2 separate regions of the Mus musculus genome follow, and region 1 is linked to region 2. The links are chromatin contacts, called in public promoter capture Hi-C maps. All regions are on one chromosome and are shown on one strand. The core of a region is the stretch at or near the end of the contact, and the rest is flanking DNA. Distances in the headings are between cores, read along the strand shown.

Evidence for each region. Promoter capture Hi-C pulls out the DNA fragments that hold promoters and counts their contacts.
Region 1: a promoter capture Hi-C map of liver shows a contact between it and region 2, with 2.3 times the contacts expected there. The contact joins two enhancer-like sites. A contact is called at or near these places in 2 of 39 promoter capture datasets (hippocampal neurons and liver) and 1 of 15 datasets of contacts at CTCF or cohesin (embryonic stem cells).

What each region holds. Positions count from the first base shown.
Region 1 is chr6:30,210,593-30,217,061 of GRCm38.p6, forward strand. Ube2h (ubiquitin-conjugating enzyme E2H) reads right to left here. Exons shown (of 7, transcript NM_009459.3): 7 at 697-4,491. The coding sequence ends at 4,367. Among named protein-coding and RNA genes, the nearest start is that of Gm31221, 36 kb to the left of the region's middle. Within about 2 kb of position 1,654, at least 26 of the 459 cell types and tissues checked have an H3K27ac peak or open chromatin away from gene starts, as enhancers often do. A contact at or near this core is called in liver, where this site is marked.
Region 2 is chr6:29,510,904-29,517,617 of GRCm38.p6, forward strand. All of the region lies in intron 2 of Gm26627 (a long non-coding RNA gene), which reads left to right. Among named protein-coding and RNA genes, the nearest start is that of Kcp, 6.3 kb to the left of the region's middle. Within about 2 kb of position 2,683, at least 162 of the 459 cell types and tissues checked have an H3K27ac peak or open chromatin away from gene starts, as enhancers often do. A contact at or near this core is called in liver, where this site is marked.

The DNA.
Region 1 (6,469 bases), core at 404-2,903, 700 kb after region 2:
CCTTTAAAGGGGCTATGGTATTGAATCAGGTCTGCAAGGAAGACTTGCAGACTTCATTGTTTAGCCAAGGACTGAAGGGTACAGGGGCTGGAACTTAAGTAGCCCAGCTCCTACGGGATTCAATAGCTCTGGTTTCCAGGCCTTTGGGTAAGGGGCTAGTGAGGACCACATGTTGAACTGCTGTTTCAGGAGTGCCTCATTGCTCTACCTTATTCAAGGGACAGTCCCAGGTGTCTGGTGCCTGACCTGCTTCCTCTTGCCAAATTTCTGTTAACAGGCAGATATGAAGCTGTCTCGTGGAGACAGCATCACTATGCCTACTTAACAATAAACCCTTGTCTCAGGTCCTCTGACAGCTCAGGAGACTGGACGGTACTGCCACCTGCTGGCTGGTTAGTGCATGTGAGCTGTAATGGAATTGAAAGGCAGGGTTTGGTTCCTCAGGGAAGTTATCATTGGGCACACAGGCAGTCCAGACAGTGACCATCAAGTTCAGACCAAGTTCACACCCTCAGAGAGGACGAGGAGACCAACCCATCTGGGCTTTGCAGGGACAGCTGTGATGCTCACACCTCAGCCATCCATCTGCGGGCGGGCCCCCTTGGTTATTGCTGCCCGAGAGTGACATACTATCCTGATTTGCCCTTGGTTGTGTTGGATGTGCGTGGGGCAGCTGTGATAGATCAAGTTCAGCCATTTGCCAAGGTATATACACATTTTATTTAAAAAAGTTTACAGTTTTCATTATACACAACTATTAAGAGGTTATAGTCAGAAGAGGCAATTGTCCAGGTGACAGACATGCCCACTAGATCATCACAATGCAAGGAGGGCAGAAGGGAGGAGAGAGGGCAAGGAGGGGAAAGCGGTAAAAAGCTTAGATTTCAATTAAGGGCTGGTAAGTCCCTTTTATCTCTTCAAGTATCACACAATATGTACCAAATACAATCAGTAATTAAAGGCCATTTCTTCCCGCACCTAGAGCTGTGTAATTGCTAAACCAAGAGCCCTGGCCACTCCTCCCGTGAGTGGGAAGCTGCACACCCCTGGCCCCCAGGGGCCGCCTTTCCATCCAATTCCCAAAGAGCTGGTGGAGGTGTTCAGTGGCCAGAGGAAGAGGAACATGGATTCACACGTCCAAAGAATGCAGTTCTTTGTGCCCAATCAGAAATGAGTTGGTTTCACTCAGCAAGGCTATGACCCAGTTACAAGTTGACAAAACAAACTGCTAACTTTTGCAAATGGCTTGACTTTTCTGAGTCACTAAAACACAAAGGGTCACATGCCGCTTAAAATCCAATGCCAGTACTCAGAAACCTGACCCAGAGAAACTAGAGACTGGCAGAGGGTCTGTCATGATTCTCAGCCACCCCAAAGAGTGGCCTAGAAAATGCAAGTGTCAGGTCAAGGCCACCTAGAACTTCGGGGAGCCCTTTCCAGGGCGCAGTTCCTTTGAGAAGGGACACTCCTCAGGAGCCTAGAGCAGCCGGTTGGCAATTAGAACAGCGTTTGAAGTGGACAAAACACATTAGTGCTGGAGAGATGTTGCAACTTCTGATAACTCATTAATAGAAACGTCAGTTGAGGCTGCTCATCTCTCTCGAGAGGGCAGAGACTGCTGACAAAACAATTTCTAATGCCAGGGTCTAGGTTGGCAAGCACGGAACACAGCCTGCTGGCCCCGGTGCTGGGCTTCCAGGGGTGCAGGGGTGTGGCAGGTTTTGGGGCTGCCAAGTTGCAGCCACTTCACTCATCGGTGTTTGTTTGGCAAGGGCTCAAGTCATCAACGGGGGCAAAGGACGGCTTCCACTAGGAAAGCACAAGGCAGGACCTCAACAGAACGGTTAGCTGAATGGCGGGCAGACGACAGCAGCAGCAGCTGTGACTTACTGCCACCCCTGCCTGTTAAAGCAGCCCTGCCCTGCTGCAGATCTCACCTGTTTACTGCAGGGACGCAGAGCCCTCAGTCAGAACCAGGCTTTAGCACTCTCTCCTCTCCTTTGCAAGTATGAGTATGGTCATCTAGTAACTAGGAGCGGGGAAGGGCCAGAAAGCTGGCAAACCTTCTTAACAGAGTCACAGCCCAGAGAGCTGCAACATGCATAGAACCATACTGGTGCCAGAGTCGAGGGTGGGGTGATGTGGGAGCGGTCATGGAAACTCCAGTGCTGCAGAACCCAGTGACACCTTCACCATACGCCGAGATGGACACACTCTGCACTCAGGTCTGCACAGGAAGGAATGCTGTCTCTTCACTGGGGCAAAGCGGACCCGGTGAGGGTCAGGAGCCAGAGCTGCTCACACCCGTTCCCCAAACTTGGCTCTGGTTTGTTGTGTCTGTTTTGTAGTTTTTCCATCAATATCAAAAGCAATTATCTGGACTTTTTTTTTATTGAGGGGGAGGTAATCAGAATACTATTTTTATACAGTATTGAAAAAAATACATTTTTTTTATTGTCTGAACTCACAATCACCACCCAGCAGTTCACGCCTGCTCTAGGTAGCACCCACATGAAGGCTATAGCATGAGCAAAGGCCTAATCCGCAGGGAAGCAAGCTGCAGGGCCAGCAGAAACCCTCCTAATCACACAGAGGACAGCAGGCCACGTAAGCAGGTACACAGCACACAGCTAAAGCCACCTTTCAACAAGCCAGGGTGCCAGAGGACATGAACCAACCCCAGCACTACAAAACTGCATGTTCCCCAAAGAAACCTTTTGCTTCATGCCCGTAATTAACATAAAATAAGTAAATTATTTGTCTTTGTATTTAGGAAAATAATCACGCTAAAAGTTGTACTTTATATGGATTTTCAAAGGAAAGACTGATTGTGCTTTTTGAATTAAAAAAAAAGATAGGTGTCTTCCAACCTCATTGACTTAACCCTTGTGGAATATAGCACTTCTAAACTAAAAACACACATCAAAAGAAAGGTTAGTCCAGTGGGACATTCAAAATGTCTTCAGGTCTTACGATTGGCTACTTCTACTGTTCTGGTTTTGTCAAAAAGAATACAGAGCAGAGCTGCTGTCTACACTGTCTCCAAATTCCCTCCAGAGTCAGGTCTGAAACTGCTGGGCACACTGGATGGCATTTAGCCGGCAGCATGGGCCAGGCACCTCAAGCCATCTGACTGGCTGTTACCTTGGAGGGTCAAAGTGTCCCCTCAACCTGCCTCCGTAACAATTCTCGAAAGTAGTTCTTCCCCACCTCCGGCCACTTTGGTACAAAAACTTCCGTTTGTTTCAGCTGTTACCCATTGCAAATTTAGGATGTTCTGGGTCTCAGACGCCCAATCTACCCACTCCCGTAAGCAGTTGGCAGCTTCCAGGAGAACTAAGGCTGGAGGTCAAGGGTCGCACAGGGGCTCAAGCAATGGGGCCAGTCTTCCTCCATCTGATGGTCCACTGAGCCTTGTCCAGGGAGGAGACTGTCCCTTGGTAGGTGAAAATTAAATCTGTAACCTGTCTAGGTACAATTCACACAAATTAAGAAAAAAGAAACACAAAACAAAAAACCAAAACCGCGTCCAGTTTCACAGCTCAGTCCAGGCAATGGATCAACAGGCCCCGTGCTAGGATCAGATGTCACTCTTGTGTCTTCATTCCCGTCTCCTCCAGTCCTGCTCGCTCAATAATTCCTGCTGGATGACAAGCTGTACCCCCAAAAGACATGGGTTCAGGAAATGCTCCCCAAATGTTCTCCAAGGCAAAACCAAGGTGGCTGCAGGTCTGGTAGCAAGGAGGGCAGGAGTCTACCTAGAAAAATGCACTTAAATCCGAGTCAAAAAAAAAAAAAAAAAAAATCAAAAGCCCTAAGTCTCACTCAACTCGCTGCATCTTGCTGCTCCTCACCAAGGACCACTCAGGACTAGGGAGCAGCTGGCAAGGACGGAGCAGCCTCACAGGCTCTCAAAGCACGCGTCTCAACCCCTTCCTTCCCACTCTGGAAAAGCACTGTTCTATCTTCATCCAAGAGCTGGTAGATTTGGTTTGTTTCTTTGGAACCATCAATAAAAAGAAGCAAACTTTTCCTGTTTTCCTCATGTTTACCTATGAGAGTGGCAATCTCTTGACAGTTCAGTAGCACACAGGCTGACTTGGCCAAATGGACTTATGAATGCATGCATTCGGACTGCATATTGCTACCAAAATGGAATGTGGGAATATGCTATGCACCTCAGGTTGAGAAATGACCAAGAAATCAAGATCTAAAGGGTGATATATAATATATATATATCAATGCTATTATTCATAAAAACCTTGTTTAGTAATAAAAAAAATTGCTTTGTTTAAATATGAATATTAGAGTCTGCTTCTCATGGTTAGGAAATAATAGTCTTTCTGAAAAGCAGATGCCTTTTCTACTACAACTCCATGTCCTGGGCCTCATCTTCTGAGAAGTCAGACATAGAACTCTCCGATGAGCTGTCGCCAGTGCCCTCTTCCTGTTCCTTCAGGGCCTCTTCCGTTGCGTACTTCTGGATGTACTCTGCAAAGAGGGGTAGGGTGAAGAAAACACAGGGTGTGAGCGCAGTGACCCCAAGGTGCAAACTCACCTGCTCACCAGTGTCACAATAACGAAAAGCAAAGAAGGGGGACTCTGAAGAGGAAGTGACTTGTCTAGGTTGAAATGGGCAATCCACACTCTTACCTTCAGAAGAGCGGTCAGAGCTCTTAACCGCTGAGCCATCTCTCCAGCCCCAATAAACACTGTTTACTTTCCATCAAAATAAAGTGACTTATCTCGCTGACAGAAATGAAATGTGGTGACTCCACAGTGACTTATTAGGACACCCACCCGACAATGTTCTGCCTGACCCCTGGGCTTTGGAAGCAGACAGTGATAATGGTCTCTGTTTGCTCATCAGGAACTGCTGCTATGTGAGGCTCAGGGTCATGGAAGAGACCCTTGGTCACTCACCCAAGAGCCTAGGCCAAAGTGCTGGTTAAAAAGAATTTAAGAAGTGCTGAATAAACAACACATTTGTTCCTAAAAGCACGCTGTGTAAGTAAATGGCCAACACATACGACGGAAGGGCAGTGGTGGGAATCCCATCAGGGCACAAGCTGGACCCAGGTCCCTCATCCTCAGGCTGTGGGTGGTGCTGTTGAAGCTGCTGAGGAGCAGGCAGATCACACAGGTCTGCTGATGCTGACCAGACTGCACTGGGTCTGGGTGGGAACATTTCCCTGTTTCTTCAGTTTTGTTTTGTGAGACAGCAGTGTATTCTTGGCAGGTCTGGATCTTGCTGTGACTAGACTAACTTTAAAACTTGCCATGAGGGAGGCTGGAGAGATGGCTTAGCTGTTGGGAGCACTGACTGCTCTTCCAGAGGCCCTGAGTTCAATTCCCAGCAACCACATGGTGGCTCACAATCATCTGTAATGGGATCCGAAGACCTCTTCTGGGATGTCTGAAGACAACAACGGTGTACTCACTAACTTGCCAGTGTACCTCCAGTGCTGAGAGGATGTGGTGTGTACCACCACACTCAGGCTCTTTCTGAACGAAGTTTATAGACCTGAGACTCAGAGCCCTTAAAACCTTAACAAATGTAATTAAGATTTTTTTTTTCTTTTTAGTCGGGAGCTCATGGTTCTAACTTGAGTCCAAGGATAATTAGAACTTCTGACCTTTTTTGCCTCTTCCACAGTTCTCAAATGCTGAGATTATAGGCATATACCACCATGTCTGGTTAAAAATGTACTTTTTAGGTTGGAGAGATGGCTCAGTGGTTAAGAGCACTGACAGCTTATCCAGAGGTCCTGAGTTCAAACCCCAGCAAACATATGGTGGCTCACAACCATCTGTAATGAGATCTGATGCCCTCTTCTGGTGTGTCTGAAGATAGTTACAGTGTACTTTCATATAATAATAAATAAATCTTTGGACTGGAGAGAGCGGCGCCAGAGCAAGCAAAGGTCCTAAGTCCAATTCCCAGCAACCACATGATGGCTCACAACCATCTGTACAGCTACAGTGTACTCATATACATCAAATAAATAAATCTTTTAAAAAATGTACTTTTTAGAATAAGGAAAATGTTAAATTATATGCATGTGTGTGCACAGGTGCTGGAGGAGTTACAGGTGTGGGCTACCCTATGGCTGGCTAGAACCATAACTCAGGCTTTTTTTTTTTTTTCTCCGAGACAGGGTTTCTCTGTATAGCCCTGCCTGTCCTGGAACTCAGAAATCCGCCTGCCTCTGCCTCCCGAGTGCTGGGATTAAAGGCGTGTGCCACCATGCCTTGCTGTAACTCAGGTTTTTTTGAAAGAGCACCAAGTTCTGTTAGCTACTGAGCCATTTCTCCTGCCCCGGTCTTTCCCTTCACAGAAGTTGTTACATCTTTTTTTTTTTTAATTGGGTATTTATTTCATTTACATTTCCAATGCTATCCCAAAAGTCTCCCATACCTCCCCCCCCCACTCCCCTACCCACCCATTCCCACTTCTTGGCCCTGGCAT
Region 2 (6,714 bases), core at 1,433-3,932:
ACTCCAGCCTGTGTCAAGTTGACACACAAAACCAGCCAGCACATACATGCATGCATACATACGTACATAAATACATACATACCTGGAAGAGGCAAGCATCTTATGATTCCTGGCCTGTGCCACTTTTCTCATGGTCTCTAATCTGTATTCCAATCATGCATTGTGGGTGCCTCTGCCCCTCTGTCACCCATGAACCACCTGATACATCCTGAGTAAGCTGTTCAAAGTCCTATTGCGTGTAAGGCACAGGGTCAGAGCTCAATGTCAGGTCCCTAGCACTCCATCCCTGCTCCCTTCCTCACAGAACCCCTGTGCCCGGTGGGCCTACTCCTTACCTTTCAAGTGGTCTTGGTAGATGCTGAAACTTCTCATCTCAGGCTCCTCCTCTGTGAAATGGGAATATAAAAGTAGTCTGTTAAATCAGACTGGTGACATGCATCTTTAATCCCAGGACTTGGAAGGCAGAGGTAGTTGCATCTCTTGAGTTTCAGGCAGCCTGGTCCCCACAGCAATTTCTAAGCCAACCAAGGCTATGTTTTGTGCCTGTTTTTATTTTTTTATTTTATTTTTTTTAAGACTTATTTATTTATTATATATAAGTACACTGTAGTTGCCTTCAGACACACCAGAAGAGGGCACCAGATCCCATTACAGATGGTTGTGAGCCACCATGTGGTTGCTGGGATTTGAACTCAGGACCTCTGGAAGAGCAGTCAGTGCTCTTAACCGCTGAGCCATCTCTCCAGCCCTTGTGCCTGTTTTTAAATAATTAAAAACCTTTGTCAGTGTGGTTGCAAGGATTGTTTTGCCCTGAGTCCTCTGAAGGCAGAGACTAAGACAAAGACCTACAAGCAAAATTATTTTGGCATGTGATCCCAGGAAATAGAATCTCTGATACAAGGAGTGAAAGAGGGAAGGATGGTGAGCCAGACAGGTTGCTGTAGAGAGCAGCCACTGATCATCTAGTCGCACAGAGCATCTCTGCAGGGCCGCAGGGCAGAATAAATAAGCACTCACCCCCTGGTTGGTATCAATGCCTCATCCTGAGAATGATCTACAATAGCATCTTTTGGTTTTGAATAAGTAAGTGTATTAAGTGTATTAATACATGACATAGAGAGGACGAACAAAATATCAAACCAGGTACTCAAATCATCTGGCAGAAATGTCCCGGGCAAACCCTGCAGAGGCAGCAAGCTGGAGTTCCCGAGAGAGCCCCAAGCAAGCAGAATGTCCCCAAGGATGAAGCTTCCAAGTATGAGAACAAATGACAAGCAGAAACATCACCCAATCAGAGGCGTACAAACACTCAGCAGAAACCTCTGGGGAGGCTAAGGCAGTCGTCTGCAGTTCCTGATCAAGCTTGCCTTGGTGGCACCTTTATGCCCTGGGACAAACCGTGGGAAGGAAACTCTGTTGGAAATGGGTTGCCCCAGGCACAGTGTTCTAACTCTGGCCTGTTTTGCTTTCTCTTTCTTCCCGGTCAACTTACAGGTGGGGCAGCCCATCCCAGACAAGGGCCCTGGAGAGTCACTTGACATGCTTGGGTTGGAAACCAGGCATTGTGGGGAGCAACATAACCCTGTTTCCACAGCCAACATCCCAGAGAGCTCCAACAACACACTACAACTTCCCAATATAACAAGCAGGACATCCAGACCTTAAAACGTTCATGTGACCTTAAAGGGCACTTCTGATCTATTGATTTAATCCCTTTGGGGACAAATGCAACCAGAAGTTAGTTAATTATGAAGACTTTATTGCCTTTTTAGAACTCTTGTCTTTTAAAAATAGTTTATTATTTGTACCTTGTTTTATAGGTATATTTTATTTTTTCCCCTTATGCAGGTCTCAGGTAAATCTTTTCATTGCTTGGATTCTTGCACCTGCCCCTGTTTTCTTGTCTCCCCCTGTGGTCTCATATACAGAGGAAGTTTTACATTCTAGCAAAAGCCCATGGAGATGGCAGTGACCTTGATCAATGAACAGTCTTCGTAAACAAGAAAAACCAGAAAAGAAAGTGCACAGAGATCCCAAAGTCTCTAATGTTGACTCCATCACTGCAGGGTTGCAGGAGCACAAGACCCGGTCCCCTTGTTATCTCAGCAGTTGATGCACAGGACACTGGGTGTCATGGGCTCCATCACTCCCGGCACCACCAGCCTTTCCATCGTCCTGTAAGTCCTCTTTCGTTTTTTATAAGAAATGGCATCTTGGAGCGACTACCTACTATGCCAGTTTTGTGCTATGCAGTCTGGAAAATGGTCTAGAGTGGCCTTTTTTCTGTTTGTTTGTCCATTTTGAATGAGTAAGTTTAAGTAAGTAGATAGACTAATCAATAGAAGAGATCAGCGGAGGTGGGGGTGGGGCTGGGGGGAGGTGGAGGTGGAGGTGGGGAAGTCCTGTTGAGGCTATCAGCTGGAGTTCCTGAGAGGGAGGGTCTGGGGCAGAACAGAGTGTCCGCTGGGGTGAGGCTTCGAAGCACAAATGAGAGCAGAGAGGGCGCATGCGTCATCAACCCAGACACATCCAGCAGAAACGGCTGGGGAACTAAAGGCCGTCAGCTGGAGTTCATCACAGAGCTTTCTCTTTATGGCTGCGCTCCCCACGGCTGAGCTTCCGGCTTCTCTGAAGCAGTGCAGGCTTCCGGTCCACTCTCTTGAACTCCAGGGGCTGTGTCAAGGATCAAAGTCTGAGCTCCTGACGGGTCACTGCCCACAGGACAATACAATTAGGACTGCACTTCTCTAGCACCTACAACCTGCTGGGATCTTAGAAATGTGCTTGTGTTTGTTTGTTTTGGGGGGCTTTTGTTTTGTTTTGCTTGCTTTTGTGAGAGAACAATGTAGTTTTGCTGAAGTTCACATTGTAGCCAACCCTGGTGGGTGGGCATATTTTAGAGCTGGCAATGATCTCCAAGCCTTCTATTCTAAAACCAAAGAAGAGAGCTTCACCAGCCCAGGAGGCCAGGCAGGTCTGTTTCCCTCCCCCTTCTCCTCCCCCTCCTTCCCCCTCCCTCTCCCTCTCCCTCTCTTTAAAAAAAAAGATTTATTTACTTATATTTTATATTGTAAGTACACTGTAGAAGTCTTCAGACACACCAGAAGAGAGCATCAGATCCCATTACAGATGGTTGTGAGCCACCATGTGGTTGCTGGGAATTGAACTCAGCCCCTCTAGAAGAGCAGTCAGTGCTCTTAACCGCTGAGCCATCTCTCCAGTCCACTAGCTCCTCTTTTTAAATAGTTATTCATTTATTGGTGGGGACATGTATGCACCATGTCACACACGTGGACATCAGAGAACTTTTAGAAATCAGTTCTCTCTTTCCATCACATGGGTCCTGGGATTAAACTCGGGTGTCAGACTTGGTTCATCTCACTATCTTCCCAGTCTCTTTTGACTGGCCACTGGAGACTCACTGGAATTTAAATCTCTTAGCTGCTAAGTGGTAACAGGACAGGACTGGAGGGGTGGGAATGCGGCTGTCCGCTAAGTGTCTTCCCTTCACTATCTCATTCTTGGCCCTCAGGCCCCACTCTCAGACTCTCCAATGCCTCCTGGGTGATTCAGTGGAACTTCTGGTGTTGGTGGATATGTTCTGTATCTGGGCTATGTCACCAGGTGACCGTGTGGTGCTATGGAGTACCTGTAATAGGCTAACACATCTAGAATCTGTATTCTTCACTGTAATTATGACTAAGTTAAAGACCATATTCAGCTAGCAGTTTTTTTTTTTTTTTTTGGTTTTTTTTTCGAGACAGGGTTTCTCTGTATAGCCCTAGCTGTCCTGGAACTCACTTTGTAGACCAGGTTGGCCTCGAACTCAGAAATCTGCCTGCCTCTGCCTCCCGAGTGCTGGGATTGAAGGCGTGCACCACCACACCCGGCTAGTAGTTTATATTTTAACAATAAAGCAGGGACTGGAGAGATGGCTCAGCGGTTAAGACTGCTCTTCTGAAGGTCCTGAGTTCAAATCCCAGCAACCACATGGTGGCTCACAACCACCTGTAATGAGATCTGACGCCCCCTTTCTGGGGTGTCTTCAGACACTGACAGTATTATATGTAAGTACAGTGTGTATATATTTATAATAAATAAATAAATCTTTAAAAAAAACCAATAAGGCAACTTGAATGCATTACTAAAATTCTCAGGAGTCAGTAGGTTTGTCTCTGTGACTCTCTCCAGCTCCCCAACACAACTTAATCCCCCTCTGTTGGGGACTCTGGCACTGTGCTGGGTGAACTCCCAAAGGTCTTTGCTATCTCTGCCCCTTCCTGGATGGACATGTTAGGGGCCTCACCTCCTATTGCCCCTAAGTCCAAGGATGAGGTGGGGAATCGTAAATTCAGTGGTTCCTCTCATCCCTAACCCTGGATGACTGATTGGGGCCCCAGAAGTCAGACCTGAGGAGAGACATGTTCAATACGGTTTAACAGGCTTCTCCAAAAAAAACATAAGTAGTTATCTGTCTTAGCACTGGCCATATAGGTTATTAATTGACTCTCAAGCCACATCTCAAAAGGTGGCTAAACCATCTTCCCCTTCTCTTTCTCACAGAATAAAAGACACATGAGATGGCTTGCTGAAATTGTGACCTGATAAGGTAGCCAGAAGCCACTAGGGAGGGGGTGGGTATTTAAGGAGTTTTAGACACATCTTTTCCTTGTAAATGGGAGGTTTTGGTAAGATTCCTAGAAAATGGCAGGCTCGTGGCTGGGGAGGGAGACAGTCTCAAGTAGCTGCTAATTGTGTTGGAATTTTCCCCTGCTGCTGGCAAAGACTTCAGCTGGATCCGGGGTGGGGATCTTCTGGCCCCTTCTCATTTCCACATGATTTTCCTGGCCTTTCTATCCTACCTCATCAGCAGTTATAATTCTAGTTTTTTAAAAAAGAGTTTCACATTTAATACATAGACAGTTGCATCATCTGCAGGCGGGGACTGTTCTATCTTCTCCTCACTTTGTGAATGTCGTCTGTCTTTTCCTCGTCTTGCTGTATTAACTGAGACTTCTAGTCCAGTGCTGACAGGAAGCAGTGAAAACCAAGTCCTTTCCCCAATCTAACGGGACGTTTTAGCTTTCTCGGTGGGCTCACCTCACTGTGGAGACAGGGCTAGACTCTTGCCTCAAGCCATGCCTCTGCCTCCCGAGTGCAGGATCATAGCCGTGCACCACCATGCTGGAGAGTGGAAGGGACTGTGGTCTGGATACGCTCATTAGAAGATACCAGCAATTAATGATACGCTCATTAGAGGACACCATCAATTAATACTTCCTCCAACTCAGGCCTTGCCCTTGAAGTTTCTGGCACCTCTTCACACCATTACCTGGAGACCAAGCCTTAAACATACCTGCATTGGGTCACATTTAAGACCCAAGCACATTAGTTATTCTCTCAATGGTTTCCCAAGGGCAGTGCACTGTATCGCCTTCTTGTCCCCACTAGGCAGGCTGTCTACAGGATATGCCTAAGGAAGGACAGCCTTGGGCCAAAGGTCCCCAGGAAATAGAACTGAGACACCGAGATGCTCACAGTAGTGATGCAGGAGCTGTAGCTTTGACGAGATGGGGAGGGCCTCATACTCATGGAATCACCCTGGACTGTAGGAGTCAGGACACTGCCAATGCCCTTAGGAACATGTGTGTTGACATATGACTTGGCTGCTCTCAGGGTTCCCTGGTGACCGCCACTACTGCCTGCTATCCTTCCCTGGAACACCTACCAGAAAGAACCCCTGAGCTGTCCATCTAGGGCCTTACACCCACAGGGTTATCCCAGCAGAGCTTCCCCTTTACTGAGGTTCATAGAATTCAGGATCTGAGCTGGGGCCTTCTAAGACGGGCCACGGAATAAAGGGCAGACCACAGGGTCTGAATGGAAGAAACACTGAGATTAAGGGACTGTGGGAGGCTCCTGAATTCTTTACTCTTTAGAGCTCTGTCCTTTAACCTTCACCTAGGCCCCCACCCCTCATTTCAACCATGCTTGGCTTCCTGGAATCCTAAACCTTGTAACCAAAGTTGCTACCTGCCAAGTCTGGTTCAAGGTAGAGGAAGAGTCCCAATGTCTCAGAGACTCTTGAGGAGACCAGACATAGGCCTTCTGCCTCCCATTTTGTCCCTCAGCCTCCCTCCCAGTTAGAGGGTTGTCCCTCAGACCTCAGTTTCTGACCCTCGAAGGTGGGTCTAGAGGTGTGACTTACAAGCAGACCAAGGTCTGTGGTGGTGTGATGGAGAGAGAACACACCTGCAAACCTGTGCAGGTGCCTATAGCTGTGCCACACCCACCTCTGTCCTGCCATGGGCAGGAGACAAGTCTCAGTCCGACCAGCTGCCCACCAGCTCTGTCTCCGAGGCAGCCTGAAAATACTTGTGGTCACTCTCTGCTCCTCCCAGCAGGGGGCGTGCAAGGAGGAATTCAGCAACTGCCTTGCACGTATGCATGCTACACTAACCACAGGCCAATAGTTCTGCATACAGCTGTCTCTCCCATCTCGGGAGGAACTGACACCCAGCTGTGTCCCAGAAATTCAGCCTGTGTCCCTGAGTAGCCCAGATGGAGACAGCAGTTCTCAGGGACCCATCCCTTGGGGAGGTATCCAGGAAGGGCCTGCAGGTTTCTCAGTGCCTGGCAGGGGTACTGCGGTGGCCCATCTTTATTGTTAACTTGGCTGGATTTAGAATCACCATGAAGCATACCTCCAGATGT